Regions from separate parts of the Mus musculus genome. Here region 1 is linked to region 2. Evidence: chromatin contacts called from public HiChIP or PLAC-seq data. All regions are on one chromosome and are shown on one strand. Each heading gives the region's core, a stretch centred on a gene start, on an enhancer-like site or on the middle of the called end of the contact. The rest is flanking DNA. Distances are from core to core; before and after follow the strand shown.

Region 1 (7,116 bases), core at 2,452-4,951, 250 kb after region 2:
AAACAGTTTGGTTCTAGTTCACCTCAACAAGTAAACAGGCTGATGTTACCTCCACAGACATAAGAAGTACTTGAGGTGTATTCTTCAGTGACTGACAGGGCAGTTAAGATAAATCTGTTTATGTATGTATTCAAAACTATCCAACAACCTTTAAAAAAACAGAAGATATTGAAGGAAGAAAGGAAGGGAGGGAGAGAGAAAGAGAAAAAAAGGAAGGGAGTGAGGGAGGGAGAAAGTAAGGAAGGAAGGAGCGAGCACGTGAGCTGATCCTCCACCAGCCCACCCTCCTAGAAAGAGAAAAGACAACCCTAAGTTGTGAGCAGGATAAAACAGGCAGACTTGGTGAAAACTGACAGCCAGGGCAGAGGTGAAAGCAAGTCAGCATTACTGAGGAGCTGTCAGCCTGTGCCAGACATATGTCAATCTTGCTCTTAGTATGTAAGGACATGTTAGCCAACCAAGGAAATGCCTGTTGGGGCTTCTGCAAAAACTTCCCCAATTAAGACCATAGGACAGCAAAAAATGGCATCCAAAATATAGTTCATAGGCATATGCTGGCCTGGCTACTCTGAGAAACTAGTCACACGGGTAACTATCAAAAATTCATACTACAACTTAGGTACAACACTACATAAAATCTGCACTAGTGACAACACGTGTATCAGAAAGGACTGCTCAGAGACAAGCTGAGGGGAGGAGTTTCTGTGGTGAAGGTGTCCATGTTTCCAAATCAGCCATGTCCTGCATGCCATGAGGTCTGTCTGCACATTGCACAGCGAATCGCGGTGTGCTGCAGTAGCCCTTGAATCCGGTGAAAGCATCTGAGGTTGGCCACTTGGTATCCTCTGAATCCAGCCTAGGATTTAACAGCTTTAAAGGACTTGGCCTGAGACTAGGAGCTGTTGCTTCTCTTCCAGATGACCTGAGTTCAGTTTCCAGCACCACATTTACAAATTCCTGCAACTACAGGGGCCTGAGAGGGCACCCACAGACACATAGCATATACTTACAGATATACACACACATAGAAAAAAATTTAAAACTTATCAGTTAAGAACATATATTGTACTGAATTTGGTTCAGAGTACCCCCAATTGGCAGCTCACAAGCACCTAGAACTCTGGCTTCAAGAGATCCTAGATGCCTCTGACCTCCTGGAATACCTGTGCATCACATAGACTGAGATGGCTCAGGGCATAAAAGCACCTGCTGTGCAAGCCTAGTGCCCTAAGTGTGAGCCCCGGAACTGACATGGAAGCACGTGTCTGTAACACCAGCATGGACACTGTCAGATGGAAGGCAGAGGCAGGGAAAATACCTGGGAACTAGTGAGTCTGCAAACCTGGAGGATACACTGCAGGAAGAAGAGAGACCCAGCCTCAAAAGAATGCGGTAGCCGGGCGGGGTGGCGCACGCCTTTAATCCCAGCACTTGGGAGGCAGAGGCAGGCGGATTTCTGAGTTCAAGGCCAGCCTGGTCTACAAAGTGAGTTCCAGGACAGCCAGGGCTACACAGAGAAACCCTGTCTCGAAAAACCAAAAAAAAAAAAAAAAAAGAATGTGGTAGGTAAGAACTGACCTCCAAACGTTGTCCCCCCACACATATATTTCCCTCACAAGTATTTCCGTTGAATCACACTTCAGGCTATCTTAAAAACTCTGCAGTTAAAATCTGCTACATACAGGTAAGAGCACTGACTGTTCTTCCAAAGGTCCTGAGTTCAAATCCCAGCAACCACATGGTGGCTCACAACCACCTGTAATGAAATCTGACGCCCACTTCTGGTGCGTCTGAAGTCAGCTACAGTGTACTTATTTATAATAATAAATAAATGTTTTTTTAAAAATCTGCTACATATAGGAAAAGTCAAAATATAGAAGTCTGTGTTTTGGACCTTTAACAAAGGCATCTCTGGGCCAAGCAGTGGTGGTGCACGCCTTTAATCCCAGGACTTGGGAGATAAAGGCAGGCAGCCTGGTCTACAGAGTGAGTTCTAGGACAGCCAGGGCTACACAGAGAAACTCTGTCTTAAAACAAACAAACAAAAACAAAAAACCCAAAGGCACCTCTCTGCAAATAATAATGCAATGGAAAAGGGCCTATAGTTAAACATGTATACAAAAAAAAAAAAAAAAAGAAGAAGAAGTTATCCCTCAAGAGTTCACACACACAGACACAGACACCACACAGACACACAGAGACACACACACACACACACACACACACACTCACACACAGACACACACACACACACAGACACACACACACACACACACACAGCTCACATCATTCTCAGTCATCTCAGACCAGGGATCAGTACAGTAGTGCACAAAGGACTAAGAAGAAAACAACAGCAAAGGGGGAAGCTCTGCCCAGCTTTGAAAAACAGGACTTATTCCCAGGTCTAGGAGTGAACACCATAAACTCTGCTGTTACGTGGAAATAAAGGATGAAGGCAAAAACATGGAAGTTTGCAGTTGGTGTTTCAATTGGGAGCCCAACAAAATATTAAAATGTTCCCTACATTCTGGCCAATAAAACCAGCCCAGAGGAGAGAAATTAGCTAAGATTGCTGATAAAACAGCAAGCCCATTTTAAGAAAAACAGTGTCCCCAAATGGAAACAAGCCTGCAAAGACGACAAAGCATACACATGAATTTCAAAGGGTATGATCAAATGCAAATCAATAAAACACAAACAACTCATTAAAAAGAGATCTGGATTTGGAATCCTGCCAGACCATCCCTGACTCTGCTCTTGGAATCTTCTCCCCAAGGAAGACTGAGCTACACCAATACACACCCTAGAGCGCTTCAAGGTCAGTGCATGAATGAGAGCAATTATGCGGCAATTAGACAGAGATAAAGCCTGGGTGATTGCTGGTGCCTGCCCACAGCCTCAGCACTCAGGAGGTGGAGGCAGGTGAATCACCAAGAGTGAGACCATTCATGACCTACATACATTTTATCTAAACAACAATACCATCAGAAAGAGAGAGAGAGAGAGAGAGAGAGAGAGAGAGAGAGAGAGAGAGAGAGAGAGAGAGAAATTAGGAAGGAAGGAAGGTAGGAAGGTAGGAAGGATGTGTAGCACATAGAAGGGCCTGGATTTAACCCTCAGCACCACCAAAACAAACCCTCAAGCCTCTGCAATCCCCACAGTGGTTCTAAGAGGACTAAGGAAGCCTTGGGCTGCAGGACCTCTCTGAAAGCACTAAAGTGGATCACATCTCCCACCTTCTCTCCTCCTTGCCCTCCCTCCTTGTCTTCTGGAGCTATCTGCCAGGTTCCTGGACTTGAGGAACACTTTTCTAACCCTCGCTTTCAGAAGCTGGCTATTAGAATACTCTATCCAGGAGAGACATCTTGGTTCTGCAGTGTTCTGGCTGCTGGTCATCCCCCTGGGAAGCCCCTGGTCCACTCATTTCACTGCCGGGAGGGAGGCGAGTCAGTGCGCCTTTCTTATGCTCTATTAAGTGTGTTTCCATCTCAACAGCTTCTATGGCCTTTTTTCTTACAGGGATTGTTACTTAGAACAACTTTATTGGGCTGACAAGATGGCTTAGAAGGTATAGGTACTTTTCCCAAGTGTGACAAACTGAGTTCAATCTCTAGGACCCACAGAGGGGAAGGAGAGAGCCAACTCCCATGAGCCAACCTCAGCCTCTGACGTCCCCATGTACCCAGCAGCACATAAGCACCTTCACACACACACACACACACACACACACACACACACACACACACACACCTCAGCCTCTGATGTCCCCATGTACCCAGCAGCACATAAGCACCTTCACACACACACACACACACACACACACACACACACACCCTTTTTTTTTTTTTTTTTTTTAAAAGAAAACGTTTCTTGTTGAAGCCTATCATCTCAAAATTGTCAGCAGCAAGCAGTCCCTGGGCGATATTTGATTCTGTAATCATTCTCTGCAACCTGGGCCAGACACGAGCAGCAGGCTCCTCCTATCTCCTTTCTTTTAAGAGATAGGTTTACTTCCCAACTCATTGTCCCCAGGATGCCTGTGACTTCCTTTAATCGCAGGTCACTGAAGTGGCACTGTACAGACTGACTTTAGGCTTTTGAAAAGCAGGGCAACTTCTGTATTCACCCTGCTGGAGAAGTCCCATCAGCCTCCAGTCATTAGTGCTCCCAGGATTCAGATGACACTTCAGATGGTGTTACACAGTACAAGAGAACTGTGTAAGTGAACCCAGCCATCCCCTAACATTGTGGGAAATTATAAGCTGCTATTTTAGCCACTAAATTTTGGGGTGGTTTGTTGTGCAGTGAGTGCTATAATTAAAGGCACTGAGTTGGACTGCGGAAAACAATCAGTAACAAGCAACATATGCGCTCCTTTATCCCGTTGAATCACTGTGTCCTTGAGGCTAGAAACCTGAAATCAGTACTGGTGGTATCAGCAGGCCTGGGAGGCTTTGTAAGAGAGTCCCTCCTTCAGCTCTTACAGGTTTTTGGTGATGGCCAAAATTTCTTGGCTTGTGACTACATGACTCCAGTCTTTGCCTCTGCAGACACAGTTCTGTCCTTTCTGTCCCTTCCTCAGGTATCTAAGTGACGCACTCACCTCAGAAGATCACCTGCTGGGCTTACGGTCTAGAGTGCTTCTGTCCAAAGAATCATGTGTTGGAACCTGGCTTCAGCTTCTCCGGCCAGACATGGAAAGAAGCAAGTGTGTGTGTGTGTGTGTGTGTGTGTGTGTGTGTGTGTGTGTGTGTAAACACTATGAAAGTAAGCCCACATACCCTGAGAAGGCTCATGCTTTAAAAGACTTGAAAATAATTTGTTTACCTTAGGCTGATTCCTAGAGCACAGACAGTTTTCAACAATCAAAACACCAGTCCACCCAGCAGCTCTAGGGGCCAGGGAGGATCAAATGCTGGACTTACACTAGACTAAAGTATACAGTTTTGAACAGAAAGAAAAGGCATGAGGGCACACAAAGAATCTGAAAGTATTACTCATTCACAGTGGAAAAAAAGACAAAAACTGTCCCTGTGAAAGACCAATATGGGTGGACTTGCTAGACAAAGCTGTTTAAACAAATGTCTTAAAGATGTTTGAGGAATTAAAGAAAGACTCAGAAAAAGTAAAAAATGTGTGTGTGTGCATTAACAAAACATATTACTACAGAGAGAAAAACAAATAAGGAAAAAAATTCTAGAGCCAAAAAAGAGAGTAAAGTGGAAATTTCACTGACAGGAAAAGGAGAATACTGCTCACAGTGCACACAGGACAACTGACAGACTGTGTCAGAGGAACAGAAACAAGATTTGAAAAACACTGGCTGAGCCTATGGGGCCCATGGGGCAGCACCAAGGAGACCACCATTAACACCATCAGCTTCTAACGAAAAGGGAGAAAGGGGCAAGGATAGGGACCAAGGGAAACTTATGCAAAATCCTTAAGTCTGAATAGAAGTGAATATCAGCATAGAAGAAGCTCAGCAGACTCTAGGGACGGAGAAGCAGCAAGCTACACCCTACGCATGCTCTCATCAACATGAAGAGAGCAGACGCCGTGAAAGGGAAGCAGGCCTTCACCCCACAGGAGCCTGAGGCAGAGCCAACAGACTTCTCAGCAGATATTCTGGAAGTCAGAGTGGTAGCTGAAACAAAACCATCAACCAAGAACCCTGATGTGTAGAACTATGACTTAAAAGACGCCCTCTTCTGGTGTATCTGAAGACAGTTACAGTGTACTCATATACTTAAATAAGTAAGTAATTCTTTAAAAAAAGGAAAAAAAAAATAAGGAGACCTTGAGGTGATGACACTTTCCAGGACTTGCACCACACATGGGGACAAAGAAGAACCCTGACTTCACAACCAGAGTACATTTCAAGATACTGTCACCAAAAAAGGGAGGGAAAAATCAGAATATTCTAAGAACAAAACAAACAAAACAAAACAAAAGCAAGCTTCTTATCCTGACAACCCATTGTGCAGGGATTGATGAAAGGTGCCCTCACTTGCTTCTGAGCAGCACAGTAGAGCTGGTACTGGTTGTGGGGATTGCAGGTGAGCTGGCCCAAGGCTGTGAGCATTGGGAGGGCTGGCACTGACACCTGTCTTCCATGCAGTAGTATGGGTGAGGGCGAGAAGCCCTCCTTACCAACCCCCTCATCCCTTGCCACCTACGGCAGGTGGGAGAGCTGCCAGCCCCACATCTACAACAGCATGAGGAAGAGAAGGCCCTCATTGCACCTTACCTCGGTAGCACAATAGAGCTGGCTCTGCTGGTTTGGGAATGGGTGAAATGGCCAGAGGGCATGAGAGTGGTAGACCTGGCTCTGTGTCCTTTGCAGACTGAGGCACTGGGTGAGCTAGCCAGGGCAATGCTGAAGTGTGGAGAGCATTTTGGGGTGCCACCTGGCAGGAATCTGACTTTGGCCAATGACAAGGAAATGGGCTTCAGGCAGTCATCTGACATTGGCCAAGGACAAGGAAGTAAGAATCTAAGTTTAAGGTAGAACAAAGAAGTAGGCTCAGATATTTTGATCATCCTTTGAAACAGCTATCAGCGGAGTGATCATGGGGCTTTGTGTTTATCGTCTTGCCTGTTCCTTGACTATTGTCTTGCTTGATTCCTCATTGTACTACTCATTGTAATACTTGCATGTAATTAAAATGGTATAAAAAGTGGATTGGGAAAGTCTCAGAATGGACTAAGGCGTTGCTATAATGTCCTCTGTCTTTTTTCTTTTTAATCCTCATTCCCAAGCTGGAGAACCGGTAGCCCGACTGAGCTGGCAGGGCCAGGTCCAGGGTGGAGGGCAGGTGCAAGAGGACAGGAAGGTGAGTGGGATTGGGATGCAGGATGTGGCAATCACAAAGAGCCAGTAAAAAGTTAAATATATAAAAACAGATGACAGAAGCAGTTGGAGAATGGGGAAAGAAGAAATGAAAAGGCATCAAAAAAGACCTAAGTCACATCAAGAAATGCATGCCAGGCAGAAAGCTGCATTGGCAGCTAAGAAAGCGAGCACTATTGAACTTTATGACCTCACTTTTCTTAAAAAAATAACCAAAAACTTTGTTTTTGCATTTTAGTTTTCTTCACTTTGGAATGAGATTTGTA
Region 2 (6,935 bases), core at 3,542-6,041:
GGGCATAGATGTGGCAAAAGGCACACTGAGGAGCTGTGCCATAAAGGGCCATCGAGAAGGGTCATCAGCCTTCTGTTGCTGCGGAGCCTGAGGAGCTGGGGTTAGTCTCCCAGGATCCACATGGTAGAAAGCAAAAACTGACTCCCACAAGTGGTCCTCTGACCTCCATCCACATGTGCACTGTGGTAAAAACACAGAGGACATGCGTGTGTCACACACACACACACACACACACACACTAATAAATTTCAATACTTTTCAAGCAACTTTAATTTATACATTTTGTTTCACTATTCCACGGTAGGTTTTTAAAAACTGTATCTGTGATGCTTAAAGGACACTCCACACCGACTAAGTCAGGGACTCCTCTGGGTGACGCTCAGGAATCTATCTGCCTGTTCAGAGCCCTAAGGTCCAGGTCCCCAGGGGTGACACCCACTCGCCCCTCCCCCACTTTGGCCCGTGACACTTCCAACAGGGCAGGCTTGGCGTCCCCCCTCCCTCCAAGCTCCCAACCCCTCTGCCTAGTCGCCCTTAGCAACCAAGAAAGGACTTGCAAATCCTCAAAGTGCAGCCGCCTGGGGAGGGGCGGCGCGGTGTCAACGAGACAAGGACACGTCCAAAACGCTGGGTAATTGCCGGGCTGCTAATGCTCAGCCCTTTGTGCGTCCGCGCGGAGCCAGCGGCCGCGCTCCCAAGCCCCGGCTTTTCAGGGCGGGCGCGCAGGGGGCCTGACGACCGCGCTCCCGCGCTCCGAGGCGCATAATTAATCGGCCTTCACAGGGTCGGGGACAAAGGCGCTCATTCACCCGCCGCTCCTCCCTCCCCGGGATATTGTTATTGCGGAAAAACTGCAGCCAGCTGGGCCGCAGGGCAACGTCAGCGCCATGGGAGAACGGACCGACCGCACCTAGGAGACCCAGTTCTCTCTCCTCCAGAGCCCCCCAGAGGGATCGGGGCAGCCAGGAGCCAGGGTGGGCAGGACGCAGGGTCTCTTTTGCGGGCTACAGGGTGCTGAAAGCGTCGAGGTTTCTGTCGGGCCCCGATACGTTCGAGCTGTGGAAATGGGAACGGCACGTGCCTACACTGGCTCCTAGGAGAACTTAAATGGACTTGCTTGCCCAGGCTAGAGCCCTACCCGGCAGGCCCTCCACAACACCAAGAAGAACGGGTCTGTAGTTAAAGTCAAGGACCCCGAGGAGTGTTGGGGAAACTTGCCTAGGCCCACTGTGACCTTACCAAATCTATAAGATGGCTCCGTGGATAAAGGTGCTTGCTTTTAAACCTGGAGACCTCCACTCGATCCCTGTGACCCTTATTAACCATGGAAGCAGAGACCTCCACGTATGTGCACCACCCCTCAAGCATGTTCCCTACCCCACGGTAACGATAAACAACGTTATTTTTAAAGTGAAGCGGTAGGCTGGACATCTATCTGCATTTTCCTGTTCTTCAAGCCCTCTGGAAGCTCTCTGAAAGCCGCCGCAAAAGTGGCTCAGCGCTCCGCCCCAGTTCATGGGTGAGAAGACAATCTTCAGAAGTGACAGGCCACGGTCACAGAGCAGGGCTGCTTGGACCCTGGGCATGCTGGTTGTGCGCAAAGCGGAGCAGAAGAAAGAAAAAGCTGCTAGAGATTGAGACACTGGCCTTCCTCAAGCCTAAACCCTCCCTGACTTCAAAGCCCTGGACCAAGGCTCGTATTAAAACCCTGACCTCTCCTTGTACTGCAAAAGACTTTGGCATGTTCTGTTCATGGGACCTATGGGGGTTCCCCTACCAGCTCCATCTGAGGTGTCTTTGAGAGACCAGGCCCAAAGCCTTCATGGCTGTGTCAAGGCCACTGCCCACCAAACCTGAGTCATGGCTGATCATGGCAACACTCTCTCACCATTCAGAGGCCCTGGCCTGAGGGCTCCATTCCTCTTCAAAGTCCAGTGTTCCCCCAGGCCCAGCAGAAGCCCAGGTTCCAGGTTGGCAAGGCTGGGCTTCACCTTTCCCTCTAAACCCAAGGCATTAGGCACCAGGCCATTCCTCCTCCTCAGTGCAGCAACAGTTGTGACGAGCCGCCATGGCTTTCTGAAACCTCAGGGTTCTGAACAGCTCCCAGAACAAGCAGGGGCTTTCCAAAACCCTGCCTGCCCAGCCCAGCCCAGCCCAGCCCAACCCAGCCCATCTCCTTGAGACGTTCTGTCCCTCTCAGCCATGCTCTGGAAAATGTTTCCTTTGCCTAAGACTTCCAGTCTTGAGCAGGACCATAGGACAGCAAGCCAGACCGCCATAGAGCCTCGGTCCTCCTGGCAAGATGAAGATGGGAAAGCTCCCTTGTTAGCTAAGGAGCCCATTCTGACCTCCAAGGCACAGAGGGGGCCCAACCAAGCTAACTCTGTAGCCAACATACCGTGCTAGACACTGGAAAGCCAATACCCTATGACAGTCATATCTGTGGATTGGGGAAAATGCACAGAAAATTCCAGAACAAAGCGGAGAGAAACAAGATAAAACAGAGTCCAGCCAAGGCCCAGCCGGGCCTCTGAGAGCACAGACCAGCTGTCCAGCAGAAAGCAAACCCAAGCAGGGCTCCTGAGGTCAACACAGTTCTGACAAGGCTTGGGGCTCAGGCATCCCCCAGTGGTCAGGACACCAGCACAGCATCATAAGCCTAGCTGACTCCCGCAAAGTCGGCTGTATTTACAAGCTAGAATAGCCCACCAGATACGGGATACGGCTTCACCGAAAGGAAAGCAGACTATATTAAAGAGCATCCTTGAGAATCTCGCCTGAAGTAATTGAAGCAAAAAGGTAAAGATGTCTAACTTTTCCTCAGATGTTTTCAGAAGCATAAATCATGGGCGAATCTGGGGAAAGCGGCACGTCAGTGATCCCTTGGGCTAGCCTTGGAGGCTGCTGAAGCATCCCGGACACACATGTAAACCGCAGGGCCAGCATCCCCACATTCAGTCACTGTACCCACCTCCTGTTGCCTGCAGCCCCATCCCCTACCACGTTCCCTCCCAGAAGCACTTGCCTTCAAAGGCAGGTATCTTCCATCAAAGCACTTTGTGAACCCCAAACTGGTTTGACAATCCTTAAGGGAATTACTAGCCTCTGAATCTCAGATCAGCTAACATTATGGTTTGTGAACACTGAATGCTCCCTAAACCTGGAGTCCAGTCATTTGCCCATGGATTCCAGTGCTGATGGGGTGGGGGCTGGGGTGGGGGAGAAGGACAGAGAAATGATCAGTGCGTAGACTGAATTGAGAAAAACAGGAGAAAACAAACAAACAAACAAACACCAGATGTGGTGGTGATAACCCCAGGACTTGGGATGTGAAGGCGGAAGGATCAAAAATTAAGGGTAAGCCTTAGCTCCATAGCAAGTGAGAGGGCCAGCCTGAGCTACAAGAGAACTTTACTCAAAAAAGTAAAAGAAAACAACAAACAAAAAGGGGAAGCTAGCGGAGACCACGTAGATTTTACAGCCTACACATCAATATTACATGTCGACACTACATGTCAGTATCCCATGTCAATACTACATGTCAGAACTACATGTCAATACACGTCAGCACTACACATCAGTACTACATGAGTATCACACACTCAGGCCAGAGCTAATGGGGTTCTTCTTTAGCCAAGGCTAGTTAGTGAACACACTCAGGCCCACGTACAGAGGCCCACAGTCTGAATCTTGCCTTGTGTGCTTCAATGGGTCCGTTACTCTCAAGCACACACTTCTTAGCCCTGAATATTTCAAGTTGATTACTAGTATTTCCTCAACGAGATGAGTAAGATAGGGGGCTTGCTTGCTTGCTAAGCCTTCACCGAGCTGTGCTCACAGCCTGGGAGAAACACTGACCCACCAGTGAACCCTAAGTAGCCTCTAACCCCATGAGGAAAGGAACTGCATTGTCTCCCTCTGGCACTTAGCAGAGTCGCTGACGCACAGCTGGCACGGAGTCCTGAGTTGGGTTGAGGTGAACAGCTGTCCTCCCTCACCAGGGCACACTGAGCGGGCTGTTTGACCTTGGATGGTCCATGGCAGAGTGAGCGAGCACCCAGAAGCCCTTCTTTGCGCCCATCCTCAGAGCAGGCTTCTTGCTACGGCTTGGAGAAAGGTCCCAGGCTGGTTTGTGTCTGGTATTACATGTCTCATGTTGGGATGGGGTCCTCTCCTGGTCCTGGGCATGGGAACTCTCCTGGAAGAGCAGCTCCACTCAAGCGCATGACGTTTCTGGTGGGGGCAAGGCCTTCTATAAGAGTGGTCTTGGTTAAAATCATCGTTGCTCCATCCCTACCCAGCACTCCCAGTCTCCAGTGCTAGAGCAGCGAATGTCAGCCATCAATGAACCACCCCAGTTTGGGTATTTTATTAAGGTGACCGGAGAGGACTAAGGAGCAGAGGAGTCTGGCCACACTTTGGAGGAGACACCCAAAGCGTCTCCCTTCTTAGCCTCTGTGCTATCCGTCTGTCCCCTAAGAGTCAGTCACCACCTGGGCCTCGAGGGCAGTGGGGCATGTGTCCAGCACAGTCAACCTCTGCTTCCAGCATAAAAAGGCATTCCGGTGAGAGCTCCTTCCCCCTTCCTTTTCTTCCTCCCCGCTCTTCACTCTGCCCCTCCTCTTGCTCCAAGAGCGTCCCAAGTGACATGTGGACCCAGATCAAGCCTTTGTCCTCGGGCCCCTGCTGAAGCCTTTCTGGATGGCTGCCTGCCTTCCTCCTCAGCTCCTCCAGCCAGCCGCCTACCTCACCCTCCTCACCCCCACCCCTGCCATTCCTGTTTGTGAACAGCTTTCTAAATACAGCCAAACTTCCCCTTTCTGTCCATAGGGCCCACAGAGTAGCTGCGGCAGGACAGTGCCTCCGCAAAGGTTCTTTTCACGAAGTCTGGCTGAGACCCACACCCTCTGGCTCTCGCCACAGTTTCCCCCACGCAGGCTCTGGAAGAAACCGTGCCCTCCAAAAGCAGTCCCAACCCTCTGCCCATCTCGTCTAGAGAAGGACAGAATCTACAGACCAAGGATCCAGGATGCCTGGGTTGGAGAGGAAAGAAGACCAACAGTTGAGCTGGCTTCGGCCTGCCCCTGCCCCTGCCCCTGCCCCCGCCCCCGCCCCTGCCCCTGCCCCTCCTGCCCCTGCCCCTGCCCCTGCCCCTGCCCCTGCCCCTGCCCCTGCCTCCTTGTCCCTGCCCCTGCTGCAGTGCTGTGAAGCCCTAGGTTAGCTGTTCCTTCTAAAACTCTCTTGTTTCCGGAATGAAGGGCTAGCTTAGTAGATTTTCCTGGCCCCTTCTCTTTCTTGTCCATCTCTCCCCAAGGTACTCTCATCCAGTGCCTGGAGAAACTGTTTGGCCAGGGACATGTCAGTACCAGAGGGTAGTCACCATTCCAGACTCCTGCGCCATACCTAGTGTTCTTTCTGTGGCACTCTCCCCTCGGGAAGGCAGTTCTCTCCATCTTGGCCACAGAGTAGGGTCACCTGGGGAGATGTTACAGTACCCCCAGCCTGTCCTCAGGCACACTTCATATCAAAGAAGTCAGTCTGTCTGGGAAGTGTCAAGGCTACCTTGGCTGATCAGGTCAGGGGTGAAGGCCTTGCAGAAAGGCTCCCAGAGGCTAAGACAGTGCTGCAAGCCAGAGTTGACACTACCGCCTTCTCTGCTGAGCGAGGGTTCAGCTATGGAAAGAGCCCTAGTGTGAAGTGCATGTCTGTTGTGAGTGGTGAGGTAGGCCTGGGCCATACATATATTTGCCACCTAGTCATGGAGGCCCAGAAGCCCCCACTCTAAAAATGTGGTACAAGGCCAGCCTTCAGACTGTGGTCAGCAGAGGGATCTCTTAGAGATTGAGAAAGGTTAAATAGAGAAGGGAAACCCAACTGGGGCAGAGGCTGTGGGAGAGATCAGGGCAAGAGGAAGGAGACTGTCCTCCCTCACTGTCTCCCTCCCATCAATCACTCCTGGGGGGGGGGGGACCACTCAGCTAGCAGGCCACAGGGCACAGGATATAACACCCCGTCAGGATGCAGGACATGTTCCACCTCCAAGCCTTGCAGGTATTGAAGCATAATCATTTGGCCATCCCTAGGCCAAAGGGAATGTTAGATCAGATTCCAGAGACATCACGGGACATCACATCAGGGGACCCAGATGCTTCGGTGGTTAACTGTCTCTGATGGAGACCTTTCTCCCACGTCTCATCTGCCCTCTGTCAAAACATCCTGGCAGGGAAGGAAGGCCAAGGACTCTGCTGCTAGCCAGCTCTGCAGCTGTCCCCTCACCTATCCAGTAAGTAGACAGACATGACAAAGGAAGACTACAGGCACCACGCCCCTGGAACATATCACTCATCTCAACTCTACAAGGGTTGCCCTTGGCAAACCTAAAGAAGATTAAACCTCCATAGAAAACATATGGGAAGGATAGCTCGGACCCGCGCAGAGCATCTAATTAACATGCTTGCACGAGGCACTGCAGGAAGGAGGGAGGTAGAGGCAGAGAGAGAACTGAGCAGCAGGTGTGTGCAAACAGTTATCAGAACTGAAGGGATGTATGTAACTTGGAGGCTATGGAGGAAGCTCACCCGAGCAGCCACCATCAGAAAGTGAGCGCAGGGAAAGATGGGGACTCCAGGAATGCTGCTACTCAGTCAGGGGGCTTTGATCTTCCTCTCCTCAGAGGACATTTGACAATATCAGACATTTCTGGTGGTCTCACACAGTAAGAGAGACCAGCAGGGCTGTTGAATGTGTTACACTGCACAGGAAAGCCCCAAACTAGCTGGCTTTGAAATGTCAGCTGTGCAAAGGGAAAAGACTATAGCCTAGATAAAGGAATAAACAAACAGATACTGCACCACGTCAGACCATTAAAAATTAAAGGGGTGGGGTGGCAAGATGGCTCGGCAGGTAAAGGAGCTTGCTGCTAAACCTGATGACCT

What was found. HiChIP or PLAC-seq counts read pairs in DNA pulled down with a chosen protein or histone mark.
Region 1: a contact with region 2 is called in an H3K27ac HiChIP or PLAC-seq map of microglia, with 4 times the contacts expected there. The contact joins two enhancer-like sites. A contact is called at or near these places in 5 of 484 Hi-C or Micro-C datasets (CD8 T cells, the HL-1 cell line, embryonic stem cells and 2 more), 7 of 115 datasets of contacts at active chromatin or transcription factors (embryonic limb bud, embryonic stem cells, heart atrium and 4 more) and 2 of 9 other capture datasets (embryonic stem cells and liver).

What each region holds. Positions count from the first base shown.
Region 1 is chr17:84,348,665-84,355,780 of GRCm38.p6, forward strand. The region is part of intron 26 of Thada (thyroid adenoma associated); the gene reads right to left. Among named protein-coding and RNA genes, the nearest start is that of Gm24722, 39 kb to the right of the region's middle. Within about 2 kb of position 3,702, at least 69 of the 459 cell types and tissues checked have an H3K27ac peak or open chromatin away from gene starts, as enhancers often do. A contact at or near this core is called in microglia, where this site is marked.
Region 2 is chr17:84,095,985-84,102,919 of GRCm38.p6, forward strand. No RefSeq gene overlaps it. Among named protein-coding and RNA genes, the nearest start is that of Gm35551, 16 kb to the left of the region's middle. Within about 2 kb of position 4,792, at least 85 of the 459 cell types and tissues checked have an H3K27ac peak or open chromatin away from gene starts, as enhancers often do. A contact at or near this core is called in microglia, where this site is marked.